Linked DNA regions of Capsicum annuum: region 1 is linked to region 2. The links are chromatin contacts, called in public Hi-C maps. All regions are on one chromosome and are shown on one strand. The core of a region is the stretch at or near the end of the contact, and the rest is flanking DNA. Distances in the headings are between cores, read along the strand shown. Region 1 overlaps LOC107867901 (beta-1,3-galactosyltransferase 7). Region 2 holds the start of LOC107867903 (auxin response factor 17).

What was found. Hi-C and Micro-C count contacts between places; a contact is called where the count stands out from the background.
Region 1: a contact with region 2 is called in a Hi-C map of leaf, with 2.8 times the contacts expected there. The contact joins the enhancer-like site here to the promoter of LOC107867903 in region 2. A contact is called at or near these places in 3 of 5 Hi-C or Micro-C datasets (leaf, pericarp and placenta).

Annotation. Positions count from the first base shown.
Region 1 is chr4:132,154,292-132,159,468 of UCD10Xv1.1, reverse strand. It overlaps LOC107867901 (beta-1,3-galactosyltransferase 7), which reads right to left. Exons shown (of 11, transcript XM_016714380.2): 6 at 3,777-3,849; 7 at 3,570-3,690; 8 at 3,391-3,478; 9 at 3,124-3,249; 10 at 2,741-2,850; 11 at 1,682-2,275. The coding sequence ends at 2,127. Among protein-coding and RNA genes, the nearest start is that of LOC107867901, 11 kb to the right of the region's middle. Within about 2 kb of position 2,023, at least 2 of the 5 cell types and tissues checked have an H3K27ac peak or open chromatin away from gene starts, as enhancers often do. A contact at or near this core is called in leaf, where this site is marked.
Region 2 is chr4:131,822,429-131,827,450 of UCD10Xv1.1, reverse strand. LOC107867903 (auxin response factor 17) reads left to right here and starts at 1,557. Exons shown (of 3, transcript XM_016714384.2): 1 at 1,557-2,708. The coding sequence starts at 1,674.

The DNA.
Region 1 (5,177 bases), core at 774-3,273, 330 kb before region 2:
CCTTTTTACTTGTTTCTTTGACTTGAAAAAAAACTTAATAATTTAATATATTAAGAGTAACACATATAAAATTATCCTTATTAATTATGTCTTAAAAATTTAAATTTGTCCATTAATACTTTATGTAATTACTTGATAATAATAATAATAATAATAATAATAATAATAATAATAATGTAAAAAAATTATAAATCTCTCGTTATTTATTAAAATAAATACGTAATAAAAATAATTAATTTTTAATATAAGAAATAAGTAAAAAAGAACAAGTAATCTAATGAGGAACAAGAAGAGATTTATATAAAAAAAAATACTATATATAGTTCAATCACAAAGATCTAAATAAAAATAGCATAAAATAATAAATGAGGACAAATGTAACATGTGTGGTTAAAAATAAACATGTGTGACTATCTAATTACACCAAAAAATTGTGAGGACTATGAAAAAGAGAGATTCTCCCTTATATGTAGTTATAATTATAATATATATGTGGAATTATTTTTAAAAATTATTTTTTTGCGTGGCTTGCGTGGATCCGACATGGCATTGACATGACGCTGATGTATATGCTCATGTAATACACTCTCCATTGTGATAGTGAATTATATCTTTAGGGTGGTATTTAATTCACGCGAAAATTGTTTAGAGGGATAAATAATTGCTTATAAAGTTAAAGTGTTAAAGTAAGTTATGGTGACAAGTTCAGGAGGGTATTTATGCTTTTTTTCCTTTCCTTAATATAATCTTTTCAAACAATACAAACAATCTCCTCACATTAAACATAAGTTTTAATTTTTGAAAAATTTAAAAGGAGAGGGCACTTTTACAAATTATAAACTTATGGGCAAACTTTTATATTAGAAAAAGTTTAGAATCTCAAATCATGCTTTTTAAAGAATTTGTGATTAAAAATCATCATCTCAAATCACATATTCAAACAATGATTTACAATCATAGTTTATATTGCACGTCCAAACACTACTTATTTTACAACTCACTCTTAGACACATTCTGAGTTGAAGACAGAGAACGGATAAATCTAGTTCCTACAGGCTACATATGTTGATCCACAACTTCTTGTCTACATTTTGTGGATTTGGTCTATATGTTGTCCTCTTGTATTGGGGTGTACATTGGGATGTGTGCGCAGACAAATCACCATGCTAGGAACAACCAGCTGCAAAGACAACAAAACAAAACCTTGATGTCAGCTTTTCACACAACTTTTGGCCTAGGCAATTTTGACAAACAGATGAGGTTTATTTATTTCTTCCTTCCATCAGTATTATTCTCAACTACTCATTGACCTTTAATAATTTATAGCATGCATGGCTTTACGGACGTTGCTTCAATGACCAGGATTCAACCACTATAAATTACTCCCTCCGTCCAATATAAGAGTTGTTTTAACCAAACAAAAAAAGTTAAAATAGTTATTTGGAAATTAAAGACAATAAGTAGTAATTATTCCCAACTATATCCTTATATAATAATATGTTTGCTAGCTGATATCGATCCATTTTGCAAAGAAGCAGAGATACAATTTGATTAGAAACCATAGAAATCAGAATTACTGATCAATTAACAAGCTTTGATTGATTATGTGGGAATTTCAAATCATAAAAGGAAAATCAAGGGGTTTGAAGATGGGGATGAATTGACACAGAGAGAACTAATGTGCGAATAAATCTCTTTCCTTTCCTGAAAACTTCGTTGCAACTAAAAATATACCAATAATTTAAACAATACATTGCCAAAATGTGGAGGCCTTGTTCTCGCAAACTAGAAATAAGCACCAAATAAAGAAATAATAGTTGGAACCTCACCACCACCAAAATTGCACCGCAAAGAATGTGAGCACACATCTAAAGGTCGTCCTGATATGCTGTGAAAAGAATTAGCAAAATGGTAGTCTGTTCCCCAAGGTCCATTTATCTATATCAGTATCTAGACAGACATAATCTACAACAAACATACTCTTTTCATATTATACAAACTGCTGCTGGACTAAAAGTTCTGATTGCAAAATTTTGGCAATCAAAAACAGCCAGCCAGATGGAGATCGTCCAACAGCTATGTCTCAGCAAGAATCTTTAACCCTCTCTTTTTTCTCAAGCGAAAAATCAGAAGAGAGCATTCCAAAGAGCCTCTTCCCCCTCACCGCACTTCTCATGGACATATTTTAACTTCTCTACTGATTTACAAATTCCACTGCAGCTCCAGTCAAACGAGGCAACACATACATTACCTGCCTCAGCTTTCCAGTCACAATCTGCAAGGTGGGTACAATAGTAATGAATTGAATAGATAGAATTGGGTACCATAGGGTGATAGCAACTCCTATCAAAAATATAAATTGAGAAAAAAAAAACTTCAATATAATGCTTATGCCTCGAATTAAACAGTTTAAATTGCCTTTTTTCCGATTTTACGTTGCACCCTGACACCCTCAACTGGAACAAACTTAGAAGTACATTTTATTACAAATATTATTCCTACATGACTTGAAGAATTTAGGCAAGGAGTGATGGAACCGATGCTAATATAAAAGATCATTATCAGGTATGTCTCTCAATTAGGAAAATCTTACTGAGAACTGACCGGTTTCTACTAACCTACTAAAAAATCTGAATGCAATAAACAAAACTCTGTATGTACAAAAATACTTGATTGTCAAAATTCCACCAAAAAGAAATTCTGGATGCAGCCAATTGATACATTACAAAAGAGAAAATACCTGGTGGAGTTCCACAGCACATAGTGCGTTCATCAATGTGCTCAACTTCAAGACCGATAAACCAAGCCCCTAACGACACATCCTCATTGGCATACTTGTGCAAAATAGGCCTGAATTAAAAGTTTAAATCCTTTATAATTACTAGAGAGTTTAACAATAAATGATAGCGATAAAGCAACAACGATGCTTCAATCCCGAGCATCTTTGGGTGTCAGCTATATGATACTGATAAGGATCAACAAGTTTTACCATTGATAATCGACAGTATACATGCTAATATACACAGATAGTTCAAGAAAATACAAGTCTTTTGACCATTCAGAAGAACTTCAATGACTTGGGTATACAGCAACAAATTCAAGCTTTATCTACTATTAACTTACTGATTGATTGATATGTATGTGGCCAAGTCCTTGGAGATAGCATAGATCTGACCAGTTGCATGTCGGAAGTACTTGTTTCCTTCTTCTCCAAATTTCCAGTATTCTGGCTCGTGGTACTTTACAGTCCTACAAAACAATATTAAAGTTCAATTCATGCAAATATAATACAGTTGATCTATTACCATTTAAAAAGAAAATGTTACTACAGAAACCAAAATGCAAGCTGAAAGCATCAGTTGTCATAAGCTAGTATGGCTTCACAATTACTTTTGAGCAAGAACAGGTCCAGATTTCATACACCCAATGTAAATTCTGGGCTTCGACCGATGACGAGCAAGAGTTGCAGCTAGCATGCCTGAAAAATCATTAGTCATTAAATACAAGCTGAACCAAAAATATTAGTCGTCGAGCTATAAAAATGTATAGAAAACATATCCAATACATACCCAAATTGATGTGGACGTCATCATCCACCTTGACGTAGAAGTCGGCATCCCATTTTGCAACAGCAGTAGAAAAGAAAATCTTAGTTTTGGCAGAGAGCTCGTGATATCCTTCAACATGCTCCTACAACATCATGCAGATTCGAACCCAAAATCTGTAAGATTTCCAAACTGAATACAAAAAGCAAAACTGTTCTTAAAGTATCCTACCAGCCTGAGGAAGTCTTTATGCTGAGCTTCTTCAGAATCAATTGCGCGATCCAGTATGCTGTTAGATGTTGCACTGGATAACCAACACAGACGTTTGAGTTCAGTAACATTAAGTCCATTTTCATCCTTGCTCAGTGACATTAACAAGTGATGACTCATACATTTTGGTAGTATATTACCAATAATAATACAGAGAAAAGGAAAGAAACTGCTGGAAAAGAGAGCAAATAATTGCAAAATGAAACATCTAGATCCTGTTCAATCCTAAAACTACCTAGTATTTTGTTAGCAGTAAACTGGTAATATCTAATTGCAAGAACTTTAGTCAACATTAAAATGAACAGTTCATATCATCCCATCTGAACTTAAACAGAGCCTTCATTAGTTAAAATGTGTCTGCAACAAACCTAACAAAACTTCAACCCTTTTCAGTGGTGTGGTAGTTTTTGATAAAGTGTTTTACTGTATTGTTTAGTACTTCTGAAAATTTTATAGACACATCATTAAGGGCTCGGTAATTAATCTTATGAAACACTCTTACTGTCTACTTTACAAAATTAATCTCGGTTCTTTTAACTATTGAACTATTGAGATAGTTCTAAGTTCAAGGCCCACATTTAGTTTCAGTAGATCCAGAATTGAGCTTCGCAGAAAGTGTTTTTCTGTTCAAGTATCTCTACACTAAAAGTACTCTTAAACATTTGCCAAGACAACTTGAAGAAGTACCCTTTCAAGCTAAAAGCACTTATTTCTCAAAATGCCTTGCATTCCAAAAGACACTTTCACCTCCCAACATGTGGCAGCATACGATATTCCCTCTTGCGAAGCATGACCCTCTTGGTTTGAATTGTTCTCAAACAAAAATTTCTTATTATGCATCTAAATCAGTTTCTAGTTTCTTTATTTTATTTTTTTTACAAGGAAATGAATTTCTAATTTCTTAAACCCTTTTCAACCTCATAAATGTCATACGCAGGAAACAAACAATTTGAGTTCGTCACTAGAGTCAATTTCAAGAATTTTTATATGAATTTTAAAACTTTAATACCTATTCCCCTATCAATAGTGTATTTAACTTGCTATGCCACTTTCTCCCAGGTTCTTTATGTCTTTTCTCCACAGCAAGTTGACAAAGCCTTTACAGGTTTCCTGCACCCTGGGTTTGAAAACTTGTACGCGATGGAGGAGGAGGAAGTAGGTTCAACTTGTGTTCAAATTGGTAGATTAGTGCCTCAAACAAGATAGCTACCTTAGTATTGAAAGCTGCTTGAGATTCAACTATTGTGCATTCGGTTGATTCGGCCACAAACCAGATGGTCTCCTTTGAGTTGAAAACAGCTTGAGATACAATCTTCAGATGATAGGTAAAGAGTGCTTTCTGTTGGGTACTATGTAGTTTTG
Region 2 (5,022 bases), core at 308-2,807:
TTACTCTCTCTCTCTATTAATATACATAGCATAGCCGACATATACATAGCATTCTGTGTATATGTTGGGACTTTTGTAATATATTTAGGGAGTTAAAATTTTTTGTATTATTGAAAAGATAAGTTGTGTATTTATGTAATTTTTAGAATTAATTTAGCCGACTGGCTACAGTATGTCCACCTTTTCACATGTGGGCCATTTTTTTTAAATGGCCATGCCATGTCCTTTTTCCTAAATTTTATGTGTCTACAAATACATTTAACCATGATTTCAATTATATTTATTATCTTTTTATTTTATAATTATTTTAAATTTATAAATTTTTATTAATTATTATTATTAGCAAAAGATGTAGAAATTTTGAAGAAAATAATCCGTAAGAAACAAAAATGGTTTTTTGGGACAAAATTTTTACGTAATTTTTTTCCAAAATCTTTTGCATAACTTTTTTGAAGAAAATTTGTCCTAGATAGAGATGTCAAAATGAGTTGGCCCAATCCAACCTAATCCAAACCTAGCAGACTAGAGAATTAAGTGGGCTAGGACGAGTTATCCCTTTTAACTAAAGGGCCTTTAAAATAGTGACCCAACTCAGCCCTAAGCGGGCGGAGGGTTGACCCTTCAAAAAAATAAAAGCAACCCAAAACATGATAAACTAAAATATTATAAGTACTAAACTATCACCAATTTTTATGGTTTCACTTTAACATGTCTCCTACTAGTTTTTAACATGTTATAGACATCTTACTAATACCTTCAAGAGTTGTTAGGTTTGGAAAGAGTTATCCTGGGATAATTAATCTTAGAATTAGTTATTTCATTATGGATACAAATAATTTATCTCATCACTATGATATAAATGGTGCAATAAATAATGCCGAAATTAACTAATACCTCACACCAAACATAAAATAAAATAGTCCTTCATTTTATCTCAGACTATTTATCCCTTATACCTTACATCAAATGATTCTTTAATTGTAATTAACTCATGACATTTACTGTAATAAGAAAAAAAAATGATGATTAGCTACAAATTCCACAGAAAAATTCTAATAAGGTTAAGATATTAAATATAGCTATACACAAAATATCTGCATAAAAGAAGTAAGATTATAACAAAAAAGAGCTTAAATTTAAAGAACAAAATATTGCATTAAGTAAAGATAACAACTACTAAATCATCACGAGTAAAAACAGTTTTTTAAAGTTCACAACTAAAACCAGCTTACCAGGTATTTCAAACACATACTAAGAACTTTAAAAAAAATTAATATCAATCAAAGAATGGATAAAAAAATAAGTAACTAGTTAGAAAAATTTGATAAAATTTTAATTCCTAATAAATAAATAATTAATTTTAAAATATTTAATAAATAATTTTAATGTCCCACCTGATGGGCTGACAGGCTGACGGGTTGGGTCTCATGTGTCTCTCACGTCAATACAGTTAGCGAAAAAATACAAGTACAAAATATGCATTCACATTGTGGTTGCCTATTTTTGTAATTAATAGCTAAAACTAAGGCAAATATATAGCCATACTCTTCTCTCTCCGACCCCTGAACGGCACCTCCGACCACACTCCTACCTATACATATATAACATACGCATACACACAATACATATCCCTCCCTATTACTATTCTCTCTGCTCCACTCCTCCCTTCAACAATGCAGCCTCCAACTGCCGCTGCGGGCAACGATGTGGACCCTACAATCTGGCGTGCTATTGCCGGTAACTCTGTTCGAATCCCCGCCGTCGGCTCCAGGGCTTACTACTTCCCTCAAGGACACGCTGAACATGCAAGTTCTACTTCCCCTGTTTTACTCTCCGGCGTTATCCCTCCCTTCATTCTCTGCCGTGTACTCTCTGTGCGGTTTCTCGCCGACGCCGTTACCGACGAGGCATTCGCTAAAATTTTCCTAGTTCCGGTTAATCAGTGTTATGGTAACGACGTTACTACTGTGAATGTTGATGAGGAGGAGGACGTGGAGAAGGAGGTTGTTTCGTTTGTGAAGATTTTAACTCCGTCAGATGCGAATAATGGAGGAGGTTTTTCTGTACCGCGGTTTTGCGCTGATTCTATATTCCCTCGGCTTAATTTCGTGGCTGATCCGCCGGTTCAGAATTTGGTTATTCGTGATATTCATGGTTCTGAGTGGGAATTTCGGCACATTTATCGTGGTACACCTCGCCGGCATTTGCTCACTACTGGCTGGAGTAAGTTTGTTAACAGTAAAAAACTCGTTTCCGGTGATTCCGCTGTCTTCATACGGAAAAATAGAACTGGAGAACTCTATGTCGGTGTTCGACGAGCTATAAGAGGAAATGAAAATTGCCAGAGGTGGACTTCTACTCTTTTGAAACGTGAACAAACCAGTAGCAGTGGTAGTAACGGGGAAGTGCGTTGGAGGACTGGGCAAGGGCGGCTGCCGATGGAGGCTGTTAAAGAGGCAGCGGAAATGGCGGCACGGGGAATGCCATTTGAAGTATCGTGTTATCCGCGTCCAGACTGGGCAAGTTTTGTGGTGAAGGCAGAAGCAGTAGAGGCATCATCAAATATGTTTTGGACAGTCGGTACACGGGTTAAAATGGCTGTAGAGACGGAGGATTCTTCTAGGACGGCTTGCTTTCAAGGGACCGTTTCCTCTGTCATTTTGCCTGAAAATGGCCCTTGGCGTGGATCTCCATGGCGAATGCTTCAGGTAACTTATGATTCTGTAGCTTTCTGTTGATGCATTAGTATTTCTATGTCTATATATTAGAGTTATTTGAACTGTAGACTAGTTAAAATTGTTGTCATTTGAGCATGGAACTGTTAATGATATTGCATTGGTTTTTCTTTTTTCCTTTTTCCTGATCAAAACTGTCGTCGATATCTGACTTCAGGGGACATTGTTGTCATTGTCAGACATAGCTGTTGTGAATATGTTGCTTTGGTCAATCAATTAGTTGTCTGCAGTTGATAGTAGTATATCTATGCTCCTACTAATGCTTTGACTTTTCGGGACCTTTCTCAAAGATTTACAGATGATAAGCCTAACTTCTTTTTATGTTAGTGCATTGTCTATATCACTTTATATAGTTCAGGAAGTAGAAAAATGGTCTGTGGTATGTTACAGGATGGATCGTATTTTATATACTAAACTTTCTGATTCGTGATATGGTAGTGGTAACTTTGGAAATGCATTGAAGGACCAATAACGTGGGTTGCGACAGAGGTAGTTGTGAGACAGAGAACTGCTCTCGAACAGCTTGAATTGTAGACTAGTTACAGTAGTTGTCATTTGAGCATGTTTTCTTTCAGGAAAAATGACAGATGAAACCGACCCTTAAAAGCAAGCGGTTCTGGATGAATCCTCTGTTTCTACATCCATCTTAACCCTTGTACCCGAGTGTCCAAAGATGTAATTGTTAATGATAGTATATTTTTTCTCTAACTAAAACTGCCGTTTGTTTCTGACCTCAAGGGACATCATTTTCACATGTAATTCTCTTCAGTATGTTGGGATGGTTAATCAATGCATTTTCTGTGGATTGCATTTCATAGCAATATATAAAACATGACGTAATAATGCTTTGTCCATTTCAAATGTTACCGTCTCAAAAAAATAAATATTGCCCTTTTCGTTTCTCAATTGAACTTTGTGAGATAAAACAGATCTACTGCAGTGGAATATTTCATTTAGTAGTAGTAAATGGTGAATTTTGTTTACCTGTAACATTACAACAACAACAACAACAACAAACCCAGTGTATTCCCACCTAGTGGAGTCGGGGGGGTAAGATGTACGCAGTCCATACCTCTACCTCTGATGAAGTAGAAAGACTATTTCCGATAGACCCCCGGCTCAAGACACGAGATACCACACAAACACATAGTAAAATACAGAAGCAGATTACATAACATAAATACGGCACCCATAAGTCATATAAAACAGAGGAAAGCAACGGAAAGCACACAGATTCGTAATAAAACATGGAACACGGAAGACGGAATCATAACAGGAATAAAACCCCCACCAAGTAATTCCCTACACTAGCGACCCAAACTGGCCCTAATCCTCTGCCGAAATTCGCGCCCTCCAGACCTTCCTATCTAGGGTCATGTCCTCGGTGAGCTGTAACTGTTCCATGTCCCGCCTAATCACCTCGCCCCAGTACTTCTTTGGCCTACCCCTACCCCGCCTAAAACCATCCAACGCTAGCCTCTCGCACCTACGGACCGGGGCATCCATGCCCCTCCTCTTCACGTGTCCGAACCATCTCAATCGTGCTTCCCGCATCTTGCACTCCACTGAAGTCACACCAACCTTCTCCCGGATAGTCTCATTCCGAACTCTATCCCCTCTAGTCAGTCCACACATCCAGCGCAACATCCGCATTTCTGCCACCTTCATTTTCTGGATGTGAGAGTTCTTAACTGGCCAACACTCCGCTCCATACAACAAGGCCGGACGGACTACCACCCTGTAGAATTTGCCTTTAAGCTTGGGCGGCACCTTCTTATCACACAGCACCCCCGACGCGAGTTTCCACTTCATCCATTCCGCCCCAATACGATGCGAGACATCCTCGTCAATCTCACCGTTACTCTGGATCACGGACCCAAAATACTTGAACTTATCCCTCTTACATACCTCCTGTGCTTCCAGCTTCACTACTACCTCATTCTCCCGCCTCACGTCATTAAACTTGCATTCCACATACTTTGTCTTGCTTCTGCTCACCCTGAACCCTTTAGACTCAAGAGTTTGCCTCCACACCTCTAATTTGTCATTCACACCCCCTCGAGTCTCATCTATCAGAACTACATCGTCTGCAAAAAGCATACACCACGGCACCTCCCCTTGAATGCGCCGCGTCAACACATCCATCACCAACGCAAACAAAAAGGGACTAAGAGTAGATCCCTGGTGCAATCCTGTCAGGACAGTGAAATGCTCTGAGTCTCCTCCCGCCGTCCTCACCTGGGTTTTCGCTCCATCATACATATCCTTAATTACTCTGGTATATGCC